Regions from separate parts of the Hordeum vulgare genome. Here region 2 is linked to region 1. The links are chromatin contacts, called in public Hi-C maps. All regions are on one chromosome and are shown on one strand. The core of a region is the stretch at or near the end of the contact, and the rest is flanking DNA. Distances in the headings are between cores, read along the strand shown. Region 1 has its middle 340 kb from the start of LOC123404307. Region 2 holds the start of LOC123404307 (phospholipase A1-Ibeta2, chloroplastic-like).

Region 1 (6,470 bases), core at 2,634-5,133:
GGGTCACTAAAGCATATACGGCTAGTGACCAACAAAATTAAGCATATTCGTTTAGTGATCAACTTACTTTGTTGGTTATTTGAGCACTGCTAGGCCATCGAGCGATGAGATGCTTCAAGTGCCTGCAATACTTCGACACGGTCTCTTGGATGGTGTACCATTGATGGTTGAGGGACTTCGGTTCACAGTTGCGGATGATCGCATCAGCGTAAGGGGCGAAATGCTTGTGTTTGTGGAACCAATGTGAATGTTGTTCCAAGATGTTGTGCCCATTTACTCCGTGCCATGGATAAGATCAAGGCTACTGGCCAAACATGCATCACATAGTAGCTCGTCCTCCCGCATGTTAAAACTTTCTCCTTTACCCTTTTTCTTTGGATCGCTAGATGTACCATCCGGATCATCGTCCTCCTCTTCGTCGTCCTCCTCCTATTGTTGTTGTTGAGCTACCCAATGTTGCTATTGTTGTGTGCCCATATGGGTCTGGGTGTAGGATTCTTGCATGCCCGTCTGGGTGTAGGACTGCTGCTGCGGGTAGTTGACGTACTCAATGGGATCCGAGTCTTCCACCTGCTTGTCCTCATAGTCGTATCATCCTCTTCCGCCTTTGTCGTGGATGATGTCAAACATCTCATTGTTCGATTCGTCGTACATCGGATCTCTCGCTATAGGAATTGTAGAAAATAGCGTGCGGTCACCCATCTGCTTCTCAACCCGCCGCCCGATTCTGGAAGAGCTGCGGCAAAAAAACAGTCGAAGAAGAGCGGTACCGTGTTTATGTCGACAATGTAAGGCACATTTCGGGCGGCGGTTCCGAGCAGCTTGGTGGCGTAGTAGTACAGAGGCTTGTAATGCGTAGTAGTACAGAGGCTTGTAATGCTTTAGTGACAAAAAAATTCTCCCGATTATCACGCACCGCTCTCCATAATCTCCTCTATCCTCAATTAACTGTCAGTTCATCTCTCCTGCTTCGCCCCCGCCGCTGAACTCTCCCTGCACCGCCCTGATTCGATCCCGTTTCTCCCCTACTCCCGATCCACCTCGCCGTCGATCTGCTTCGATGCCGTGCCTTGCCCTGCTTCTGACACATCTGGCCAGCGACGCCCAGATTGGACCGCTACCCACCAACAATCCTTATTTTCCCTGATTCCACCTCGTATGTGCACCATCCCAGCATTAGGCAACCACTGCCTCCGTTGTTCCAACACGCCAGACCGTTCATGCCTCTGGCCGTGGCACTGGCGCCAGCAGGGTGGGGGTGACAGTTAGGTTCATCTGCAACCATTTATTAGTATCAGCAGCGGCAGAATTGCAGAACGCTGCTGCCATCGTCCTTCCGCTTCAGCAATTGACATAGGATGCCATTCATCTTATATCTTGTCTGTCTAGAATTCCATTGTTCTGAATCATACTAGTTGTGTTTTGATAGCTTAAAATTGATGTCCCAATATCCATGCTTTATAAGCATGGTACTTGTGCTTTTTCAGTCCAGTTTATTTGCATCAGTAGAACCATCCATGATGAGCATCATGCATGTGCTTCTCCGGTCCAGTTTTTTCTTTTTTTTGCATCAATTGCTGAAAATAATTTTTACACCGCAAATAATTGATGCACACACATGTTGGCACCATGCATCTATAATTTTCTCTTTTCAGTTTCAAAATTATATGCTTCCAATAGGTATTAGCTACATTAACTGAGATAGCAAGAAATTGATGCCTTGTAATATCTATGCTGGGCAAGCTAGTAATTTTGCATATCCAAATTAGTGTGTTAACAGTGTATGTATCAATTGTGTGCTACATCCATTTGTGATGGCATTATAATTTTTTCCTAATTAGATATGCTTCCTTTATCTATCATATATTCTTCTGTTTAATATATGTTCTGTTTCACACGATGATAATCATGCTTTGTCTGCTGGTCACTTATGCTTTTTCTGTACAGATATTCGGCTGCACATAGTGACACTCATGATTTCTTTGTTTCCCATATATGCTCTCTTTGTTTATGCGCATTGCTTCCATGCTACTCATGTATTATTTTATTAATTTTATTCTTGTCATGCCATGCTCATCTATTATAATGTACACTACATATATACCTCTCCTCTTGGTTTTTTTCCTTCCATAGTTCTAGCATTCAATTTGTTTTGGTTTATTTTTCCCATCTGTCTTCAGCGACGTAATGTACACATTCTCTACTTCATTAGTATTATAACTTACATGCAATACCAATTGTTGGGTCCTACATTTGACATGTACGCATCCTGCTTAACCAATGTATGCTTCAATTAATTGTGTGCTACCCCTTCAGGGCCAAGATGTGCAAATGATACAGGTCTATATGGAGTCGCCTGTTGCATGCATGCCTAAGAAGCATGGCGACAACAGGGTCTACTCACCTTACAATGAAGATGACGGTCTCCTATATGAAGGGAAGAGGAAACATACGATATGAATTTAAGAGACATTGTACTACCGGTGACTTAGGAAGCAAGAATTTGTGGGGCATTTGAAATATGTTGTATGAACGGATGAAGTGTACAAAAACTAATTTATGTTTCGTTATAATCAAATCAGTTTTTGTAATGGAAACACTTTTCTAGTGAATGGAAGCAAAGTATTCTTGAGATGGAAACATAATGAAAGTTTATGAGAATCAATTTTTTCCATATGAAGAAAATAATTCTCAAATGCATTTTTTTGTTACATGAAAGCAAGGTTATTGGACGTAATTTTTCATTAGATTGCAACACAAGAAAATTGTGTATTTAGTCAAAGCAAATTTTATTGCGTTCGAAACAAAATAAAGTCACACTTGATACACTCCAAATAAATGCATCTGCGAAAATAAATATATTTTTAGAAATTTGTTTGTTGAAAACAAATCACAATTAGTACTCGTTAAAACTGATTAAACGTAATTAGTGGAAAATCTCATACCTAACATGGCGCACCCTTTAATGAAGCAACCAAACATATCACGCATGAAGGTTGTACCACATCAGATCTGACGAACATGATACATCTCATCCTACGGTCATCTACCGGTCTGATGAAAAGCAGGGATCAGTAGTCTGATCCCTAAATGCTCTTTAAGGATCGACATTGCAGATACCTAAAAGCTAGTTTTGCTCTATTTATTGGTTATCTTTGCAGATCCAATCGTCGTTGCCCGTCCCTGGAGCCGCTGGGTCCTATCACGGCTTTATCTCCCGCCATCCGGTGGTCCGTGGACGTGACGTGATTTTGCCTTTCCTGGTCCATATTCGCGGTCGGTTCGTCAAGCGTGCATGATAGCGCCGTAGACGTCCACGACCTCTGCCACCGCCACCACACAGCTGTTGATGTACAGCTTATCGGCACCAGACAAAGTTTAACACGTGATAAGTGCTGCGACCCCATCTTTTTAATCCATGGAAGCAGAGCGTGAACTGTGCTCGAGCTCGTCTATTTCGCTTCGATTTATGCTAACCATCTCAAGACCATAGACTGCACGTGGTGGTTGAGCCGGCTGGGTCGGTACTACGTGGTGCGCATCGTCCCCGGAGCACGAATATGTCAGCTATGGGGGTCCTCGTCTCGTCTCATCGACCGGATATCTCTGATTTGCCTAACATTTCTGCACAATCATGTATGCATCATCCCTATGGAACACGTGCGTGCGTGCGCCCGAGAGAACTCCAGAGAGTACAGAAAGTAAAGCGGACACGGCAAAACCTCTTGGGGATCGATTACTTTTGGGACGAATTCGGCTAGATTCCCTCGGAAAGCAAAGTGCCGCCAAGCTTTTCGTCAGTCACAACTCACTACTCACAACGTACTGCGGATTGAGCACGAGGAACTCGATTTATATAGATTTGGCGCAGAGGTGGTGATTCGGAGACGCGATAGGGAGATCTCGGCCGTTCCTCGTGGAGGGGTCCACCGGATACCGCGACGGGACAGCAGAAAATGGACAGACGCGACGTCTAGCAGCCGGCAAGTTCAGTCTCACTCTTATCGACGCAGGAGAGGCAGCAAAGGCGAAATCTTTGGGCATCCCACTCCTGGAGCAACTACATCCATCCATTTCGTTCACAGACATCGGTTTAAATTGCAGTGAATAAAAAAATGACACACGCATCGATTCAAACAAACGCGTGTTTATTTTTCATCTCTCGCGATCCATCGATTCAAACAAACGCATGTTTATTTTTCATCCTCTTACGATCCATCCTGGATGTAAATTTTGACATCATTTGTGTCGCCGTGAACACGAAGTAGACACGCGCCTCATCCGTGGGATCCTTCATCCCCCCTTCCCATACACACACCCATCGTCCGCAAGCACACAAACCCTAGGCCGGCAACCCCATTTTCCCCCGGTCACCCTAGCTCTACAACAGCAAATCCACCAGCGGGGTTCCTCTTTCATCCCGGTCTTGCAGACCTATTGATGGATCTACGGCGGTGATAGGGTTTGGCAAAATTTTGCGCATCCTGTCGGCGGGATTTGGCGAATCTGACCGTCGGTGGACTGCGCTTGCCGTGGACTGGCCGGGTGTCGGTCCATCAGGTCCGGGCAATCCCTCGGTGCGACATGCAGGCGCTCAATCCGCCTCTAGCCGCTCGCGTCTGACCCGTCGTAGGTTCGCCGGTAAGGCCATGACCGCTCGCCACCCTGGCTGGGCGTTGACCCAAAAGCTTGCCAGCTCACCTTTGTCGTTCGTACAGTGTGACGACTGCTTGCTGCAGGTCATCCGACGCGTTTTTTGGACGTCGGAACATCCCGGTTGGGGGTTCGTGAAGTGCAAAAATGATGGGGTACGATTTTCGTTCGAGCTTTTGCTCTTCGCTCGATGCAATTTCGGTAGCTTATTATTTGCTTAATATTGTGTGTAGGATGGATGTAATTTTTGATATTGGGAAGACGAGTACATCAATCTATTGATATCACGAAATTTGCTAGATGTCCATGCACTTTTATAGGTATAGATGAGACTAAAAAAGACACCAAAGGAGAACCAACGTCTAATTCTTTAACATCGAAGAAGAAAGACGGTGTGCTCAAGAATCCACAGATCAACAACGAAAATATAGAGAAGATCTTAGTCCAACTAGTAGCAGCAGTTAAGGAAGTTGGACATCTTTTAAGATGTTTAATTGTAGTTCTTTTATTCTTTGGTATTATATTCGTAGCAAAGAATTGGTAAAATGTATTAAAATGCATTTGCTGAAATAAAAATAACGTTCAAATCCGAAGGAAAATGGATGTTGGACGACCGTGCGGACGAAAAATAGGTCGGCGCGTCGGGCGCACGACCGACCCATTTCTAAAAGAGGGCGGACATGCCGACCCAAACGGACAAAAGGCGAACAAAGCACGCGCTCGTTTGGGTCGTGCGGTTGGAGTTGCCCTTAGGTTCTTATTTTTTGCTTTTTATTTTATATACTAGCAAAAGAGCCCGTGTGTTGCAATGAAAAACATACAACACTCTTTCTAACCCAATAACCATGAGTGAAGACCCCAATAAGCGCACATCCTTTCTTTCAACACATGGTCTCTCATTTATATTACCACTTATCCTCCTTCCCAGTTTCCACCCTCGTCAACAGTGGCATCGGTGCTCATATAATCACAACACGCTTGAATGTTATCAATTCTAAGGCGTCTCTCTTGACATAAGATAAAAAATATGTCATTTCTGTAAGGTTTTGACGAGGCATGCATGTGTGGATAGAGATGTTTTTTTCGTCCATGATTCTTGTTTTGCTGAGGTGTTGATTTTCAATCTCAATCATCATTGATATAAAAGAAAGATAGATCATGCATTATTTATTAACGTTACATCCTAAGTATCATTTTTAAATATTTATCAGATAAAACAACATCATATTCAGATTAAAATTTTTAATCAAATTTCATATATAATATGTTAAATTTAACGTCACAGTTAAATTTAGAGTTACGTTTAAATGATATGGATATTTTAAAAAACATTTAATATGTACTATGTGTTGATTAATCCAATTATTGTTTTTTTGACAAAAGTAGAAACTTAATTAAAAATTGGACTCTAGGTTGATTACCAAAAACACCAAGGAGTTATCTGGACAATAGCATAAAGGATAAAAAAATATTTTTGCTTATTTGTAGGTAATAGATTTATTAGTAGGTAATGTATGTATGGTGGTGATATTCGGCACCCTAGGCGAGGAATGATTATTCTTCATCCACCTCTATTTTAACATCAATGCTCCGTAATTTTATGTTTCGTAAATTTTGTCTTATTCATAGGTAAAAAGAGACCGTAAGAAAATATATAATTACCATAAAAATATTTTATGCGAGATAAAATTGCAAACATAAAAAATAGTGTAAAATATACAATAAAATCATTTTTTCTAGTCTTGTGACCTATATTTCTGTTTCTTATGTCAAATTTTATATAGTGAATCAATATAAATGTAACTATTTGTATTCCA
Region 2 (6,219 bases), core at 3,152-5,651, 340 kb after region 1:
GGGTAATGGAAATTCAAGATCAAGATCATCTTCTTCTATAATGGCTAGGGAGTCTCAACGGATGGAGGATAAAACGGGGAACGCTGGACTTTTTTAGATAGGATAGATTATAAATATTTAACTCTCATTTCACTGTGATGCAACAGTAAGCAACAAACTTCTCCAAATAATCAGATGTTTCCCACAAACAGCTAGCTCCACCAGTTTCCATACAAAACGAAGATGCCACACCACTTAGGAACAATTGAAATTGAGAGCATGTGGTCAAATCTAGCAAAGAATTTCCAAAGATATGTCCCTCATGCCAAAAGAAAGCTGCAAAAATTGCATTGTCTAGGAGCAGATATTGAGTATCTAGCCACCATTGCTTAATTCTCAAGGACCCATGATCTAGGTACCACATCACACCAAAATTGCACAGATCGGACTCCTCAATTACACCTGGATTCGAGGGGAACATGGATAATGTACGATCTGAATCAAACTGACATCATGAACATAGCTCACTCAAAGTAACTCCTACTAGTGGTGGACATGACAAACGCAGTTCAAACCTCATACGCTCCTCAATTACCAGTGATAGCTTTGCATCATCTTTGTGATCCTTCACATCATCATTAGGAGCAGCTTTAGGCTTGTCAAACAACCCAGGCGGTAGCTCCAATATCTCTTGTGTATCCTTGTGTGTGGACGGCAGTGAAGATTTAGAGGTGTCGGAGTTGGAGTTGGGCCACACCGGCGACCCGGTGAATGCCGATGTGGTGGGAATGTTGATGTTAACGATGAAAACACTGTGACATGCGCCACATACCTCCACGAAAGCGAGCTCGGGTGAGATTTCGGTGGGGGTTACCGTATGTGTGAGCTTCGCATTGGTGTCGTCGGGGTCGGATCCCAAAACCTTGGCAACGTGGGTGGTTGTGTCGAGGGCGGGCTGGAAGGCAACTGTGGGTACAAGGAAGATGGCAACAGTGGCGTCACAGACCTCATTGATGATGTTGGTGGTGGTGACTTGGTGCGAGCATTTCGTCCAACACACGACGTGCGACATGGGGATGGAGGCACGGAGCGCATCGTGGATGACCTTGAGGACCTCCTCGTCCTTGATGGTGGAGGATAAGACATCTAGGACGGGTGTCGACGAGGCATGCATCGTCGTTGAGGCTGACAGATCGACAAGCGAGGTGACCATGGAAGGGTCACCCACCCGTGCAACACCGAGCACCACACTCATCTCTTCTGCTTTAGCACACAATCTCTCAAGATAGCACAACATCTCCTCATTGGCAGACATGGCATTCCACTCTAGTGGTTTGATAGTGGGCATGGCGTTGTTGTCGGTGGAGTTGGAAAAAAAATTGAAGGAAATTTAAAGGGGAAAGTGTGGTGACTGGCTCTGATACGTCTTGACACCTGATTTTGGCACGGTGCAAAATACAATTAAGATAGCCTCGAATGAAAAGGTGTTCAAAATGAAAAGGTTTTACAATGCCAAATAGAATTTTTTTGATTTCTAGGCCATCGTTGTCCAATTTCATCTTAAGGGCCGAAAGTGTATTCCAAATGCTAGAATTTAACTTCCCTAGTGATGTTCGACCAATTACACCTCCAAGACGACCTCAGATGAGTAATGTCTCTACATGGGTTGCCTTCATCTCGTCGAAGTGATCGATCTTGATATATACCATCCCAACCCGAGTTCGTATGCAGAAGTTCCAGTCAATAAGGTCTGGCCCGAACCAAGATCAAAATATTACGCTTGACATGAGACACATGTTGATAAGTGTCTGGTACAACACGTGAGCTATTATGCCCTCAAGATGAACTTGAATGGGAAAAAAGCTTCATCTCGTCGAGTCGATCGATTTTGATATATATGTCATCTCAATCCGAGTTCGTATGTGACCTGGAGGGACAAAACCAGATCAGGCTGAAGTTTTAGTCGGGAATCCGAGTGAAAAGTTTGACGGTCGAGTGAAGATTGCCGGCCAAGTGAGAAGATGTAGGGCGGATGAAAAGCTTGTTGTCCAGGTGAAATCATATTATTAGGATGAAGAAATATGATCGTACGATCCGAGTGAAGGATCCTAATATCCGATTGAAAAGGTTTGAATCCGAGTGACATTGGCCAATATCCAATTGGAAGCTGAAAGATAGGTCCAAAATGTTGTCTAGATATCTTGATATGGAAAAGGGTTCAAGAAGAGAGTTGTGCGTATCATCAAGGCGGTTAACTTATCTTTTGGAGTCATCGTCATCGGAGATGGTATGCAGCCTGCAGAAACGATATAAATTTCAGGCAGTACAGTCAGTCGTGTGGCCGAATCCGACTGGGAGTTGAATATGACCTCGCAGAGTATTGAAGATGGCCTTATTTGAAAAAGTGATCAACAAAATAATTGTTTGAATCGTCGATCTGGTAAATTTTGATATATAAATCGTCTCAATCGGAGGGTGTAAAAGATTCTATGGGCCGCGCAAGGACCAAGACAAGAATTTGGGCCAAATTTGGGGTTGAAACCGAGTTAGACTAGAACTAGGAGTCTAGTACGTGATTTGATGTAATTTTCTTCTATGAAAAGCCTAGATGGATCCTTTGCTTGTACAGGAAGTCCAACTTCCTCGTATATATATTGAAGGTGATCGCTGATTGAAACAACACACAATCGAAACATCAATATACTACATTTTCATCTACGTTTATCTCTCCATCGTTTTGATCTCTCGTTCTTCGTTGTTCCTCGAGTTTGAGATCTGCGAATCCCAAGGCTAGGGGCGAGTGAATCGACCAAGGACAGCCCATATCCGCCGCACTCGTTGACAGGGTCTCTCCCGGGCGTGTGGGGCTTCGGGTTTTCAAAAGCATCCGTCGACTGTCTTGCCTATCGCGGTGTCGGTCGGGTCTTCTTCGACGTGAGTTACGGTGCATCAGCCGCAATGTCGAGGGTACACGTGATATGTTCGTGTGTCAACAATACGAGACGTAAGGTGCTAGATATATCTTCTCTCTTTTATAGTTCTGACACACTCACAATCTGATATAGGAACCGAGTTACAAATGAATTGAAGATATTACAGAGAAGAGGAGAGATAAGAGAAGAGAAAATGAAGGGGAAGAAGATAGCCACCGTCGTCGGTTCGTTGATCCATTGGATACCCTCTTCGTCGTCTTTTTTTTCTTGAGTAATCCATCCTCGTCGTCTTCCTTTAATTACTTGTAGTCGTGTTGGTTGCTGGACGAACAAGACCCATGTGTGGCCCATGTAGGAGGGGCTCCTAACATACACGGTAGGTTTGACTAAGAAATTAGCAAAACCATTATAAGGGCATCTCCAATAGTTTGTATGTAATCTTGTTGGTAAAATTGTTCATGTCATCAACCAACAAGGGATCATACAACTACGTCAATGGTTTCATCTAAATTATCCAATAAGAGAAGAGGGAATAAATGCAATTGCTCTTTATGTAACCATGTAACTTGTGCAAGAGCTGTTGGTTAATCTACATACAATTTACTTCTTTTTTTTATTTATGTATTATCACATCATCGTATATTCTAGGTGTCAAAGTTTACCAACAACTATTTTACAGCCATTGATTGAAGATGCCCTAATCCCGTACTAGAGCGTTGTTGCGGACTCGTTAATGTCCTTACTCAAGAAAAAAATGGACTGTCAACGAAGCCTCTCGTGCTATGGTGTGGAACCCTGCTCGTTTCTCATGAAAGACTCCCGCCATCAACACTCGCCGGAGTAGAGAGGAGATCGGATCACCATACGGAGAAAACAATAGCGATATACACGGTAGGTTTGACTAACTCATTAACAAAACCATTATAATCCCGTACCAGAGCTTTGTTGCGGACTAGTTAATAGCACCCGCGGTCAACAGTGCACGCATCCAAACCGGGAGGAGGAGGTCATGACGACCGGTGTCAGTGTGAAGCCGAAGCCGCTGGACCAAGACCGGAAACCACATGCGAGGGAAGGGAAGGGAAGGGCTCGACAAATACTAAAAGAACCGGGCAACTGGGGAGGACGTCGACATGGTGTGCTTCCTTCGTCTTGGTCAATCCACGAAAATCCAACCCCGGGCACCGCGTGGTTAACTACGCACGCTTAACCGCCATTAGACTACTCTTCCGTACACGTACAATCGACACCGCATCTCGGGGAGGCTGGCAAGCTGGCCACGCATGCAGATGCAGAGAGGCGTACTACGGAGTAGAATTAGATAGACTATTCCCCACGCACACGCCGGCACTCGGCTCGGCACGCGGTGGGCTCTAGCCGAGTCTCTGTGCGCGGGCCAGCGCACCGCACCCGCACCGGCGACCTTGTCGCACGCTGGGGTGGCCATGGTATCGCGACGTCAAAGCGCATGGCAACTTGTGACCAACCACTTTGCTGCGCTCCCCGCTCAACAATTAATAATTGACCTGCGGGGCTCTTGAGTCTGGACCCTTCCCCCTCCCCGCTATATAGCTCGAGCCAGACATGGTGTGTCTCTCATCTCGCTTATTTACTACTAGTCGTAGCTCGGAATCGGAGGCTTGCGATCGGGAGTAGTAGGGGTAGTTGATCCTGCTACATCATACATAACCTAACCTGCTGTTTACGGAGCAGCCGATGTCAATTGCCGCGGCCGTCACCGGAACCGCCACCGCGGCGGTGCATGCGCCCGTGCACCACCCGCCACACCACGCCTCCACGCAGCGCGCGGCGGGGCGGCGCGAGCAGTCGCCGCTCAACCCGGGCTCGCAGGCGCTGCGCGCCGCCGGGTCCGGGGCCTCGCCCGCCGCGGACGGAGGCGTGAGGACCCACATCGCCAACCTTGACCGCGTGCTCGGGAAGCCGCCGAGGACGCCGAGCCAGGCGGGGCCGCCCAGCAGCAAGCAGGAGCAGGAGAGCGAGCAGGAACCGCTCAACATCAGGCACGGCCTGCTCAACGCGCTCAACCTATCCTTCTTCGTGCCCATGCCCGGGATGCGGGCGCGCATGGCCGCGGACGAGCACATGTCGCCGCGCAGCCTCATGCACATGCAGCAGCTCCTCTCGGCCGACTCCCCGCGCGCCTCCCCGAGGAGCACCATCGGCCCCCGGTGGCGCAGCCTCCACGGGGAGGGCGGCTGGGCCGGACTCCTCGACCCGCTCGACTCCGACCTCCGCCGCGAGCTCCTCCGCTACGGCGACTTCGTGCAGGCGGCGTACCAGGCCTTCCACTCGCTGCCCACCGCCGCGGCGAGGCACCGTGGCCTCATGCTCCCGGACCGCTCCTACCGCCCCACGCGCAGCCTCTTCGCCACCTCCGCGCTCTCCATGCCGCCGTGGGCCAAGCGCCCCAACACCCCCGAGTGGCTCACGCAGCAGTCCAACTGGATCGGCTACGTCGCCGTGTGCGAGTCCGAGCGGGAGGTCGCCCGCATGGGCCGCCGGGACATCGCCATCGTGCTGCGCGGGACGGCCACCTGCCTCGAGTGGGCCGAGAACCTGCGCGCCTCGCTCGTGCCCCTCGACGGCGAGACCGGCGAGGGCAAGCAGGCCGGACCGGAGGACCCCAAGGTGGCGCGCGGATTCCGGAGCCTCTACAAGACGGCCGGGGAAAAGGTGAATAGCCTCTCGCAGGACGTCATGGACGAGGTGAGACGCCTCATGGAGAAGTACAAGGGCGAGGAGCTGAGCATCACGATCGTCGGGCACAGCCTCGGCGGCGCGCTGGCGCTCCTGGTGGCCGACGAGATCGCCACCACCGTACCCGACGCCCCGCCGGTCGCCGTGGTCTCCTTCGGCGGCCCCAAGGTGGGCAACGCCGCGTTCGTGGAAAAGCTGAAGCAGAGCGGCAAGGTCAACGTCCTCCGCATCGTCAACGCCGGCGACATGGTGACCAAGGTGCCCGGGGTGGCGCCGCGGCTGCCGCTGAGCAAGGAGCAGTATCAGCACGTGGGCGCGGAGCTGCGCATCGACAGCAAGAACTCGCCGTGCCTGCGCCCCGACGTGGGCCCGGCGAGCCGGCACGACCTGGAGGCGTACCTGCACCTCATCGACGGGTTCACGGCGACGGGGCACCCGTTCCGGTACGACGCGCGGCGCAGCGTGATACGGCTGCTGCAGCTGCAGAAGGGGAACGTGAAGAAGGAGTACGTGAACCGCGCCCGGGAGCTCGGCGTCGACCCCGCCGCGCCGGCGGACGTCGGCCGGAGCATGGCGTATGGCAACTGCG

What was found. Hi-C and Micro-C count contacts between places; a contact is called where the count stands out from the background.
Region 2: a Hi-C map of leaf shows a contact between it and region 1, with 3 times the contacts expected there. The contact joins the promoter of LOC123404307 here to the enhancer-like site in region 1. A contact is called at or near these places in 5 of 6 Hi-C or Micro-C datasets (leaf and seedling) and 1 of 1 datasets of contacts at active chromatin or transcription factors (embryo).

Annotation. Positions count from the first base shown.
Region 1 is chr6H:406,631,963-406,638,432 of MorexV3_pseudomolecules_assembly, forward strand. No RefSeq gene overlaps it. Among protein-coding and RNA genes, the nearest start is that of LOC123404307, 340 kb to the right of the region's middle. Within about 2 kb of position 3,884, at least 3 of the 3 cell types and tissues checked have open chromatin away from gene starts, as enhancers often do. A contact at or near this core is called in leaf and seedling, where this site is marked.
Region 2 is chr6H:406,970,469-406,976,687 of MorexV3_pseudomolecules_assembly, forward strand. LOC123404307 (phospholipase A1-Ibeta2, chloroplastic-like) reads left to right here and starts at 4,402. Exons shown (of 1, transcript XM_045098234.1): 1 at 4,402-6,219. The coding sequence starts at 4,629.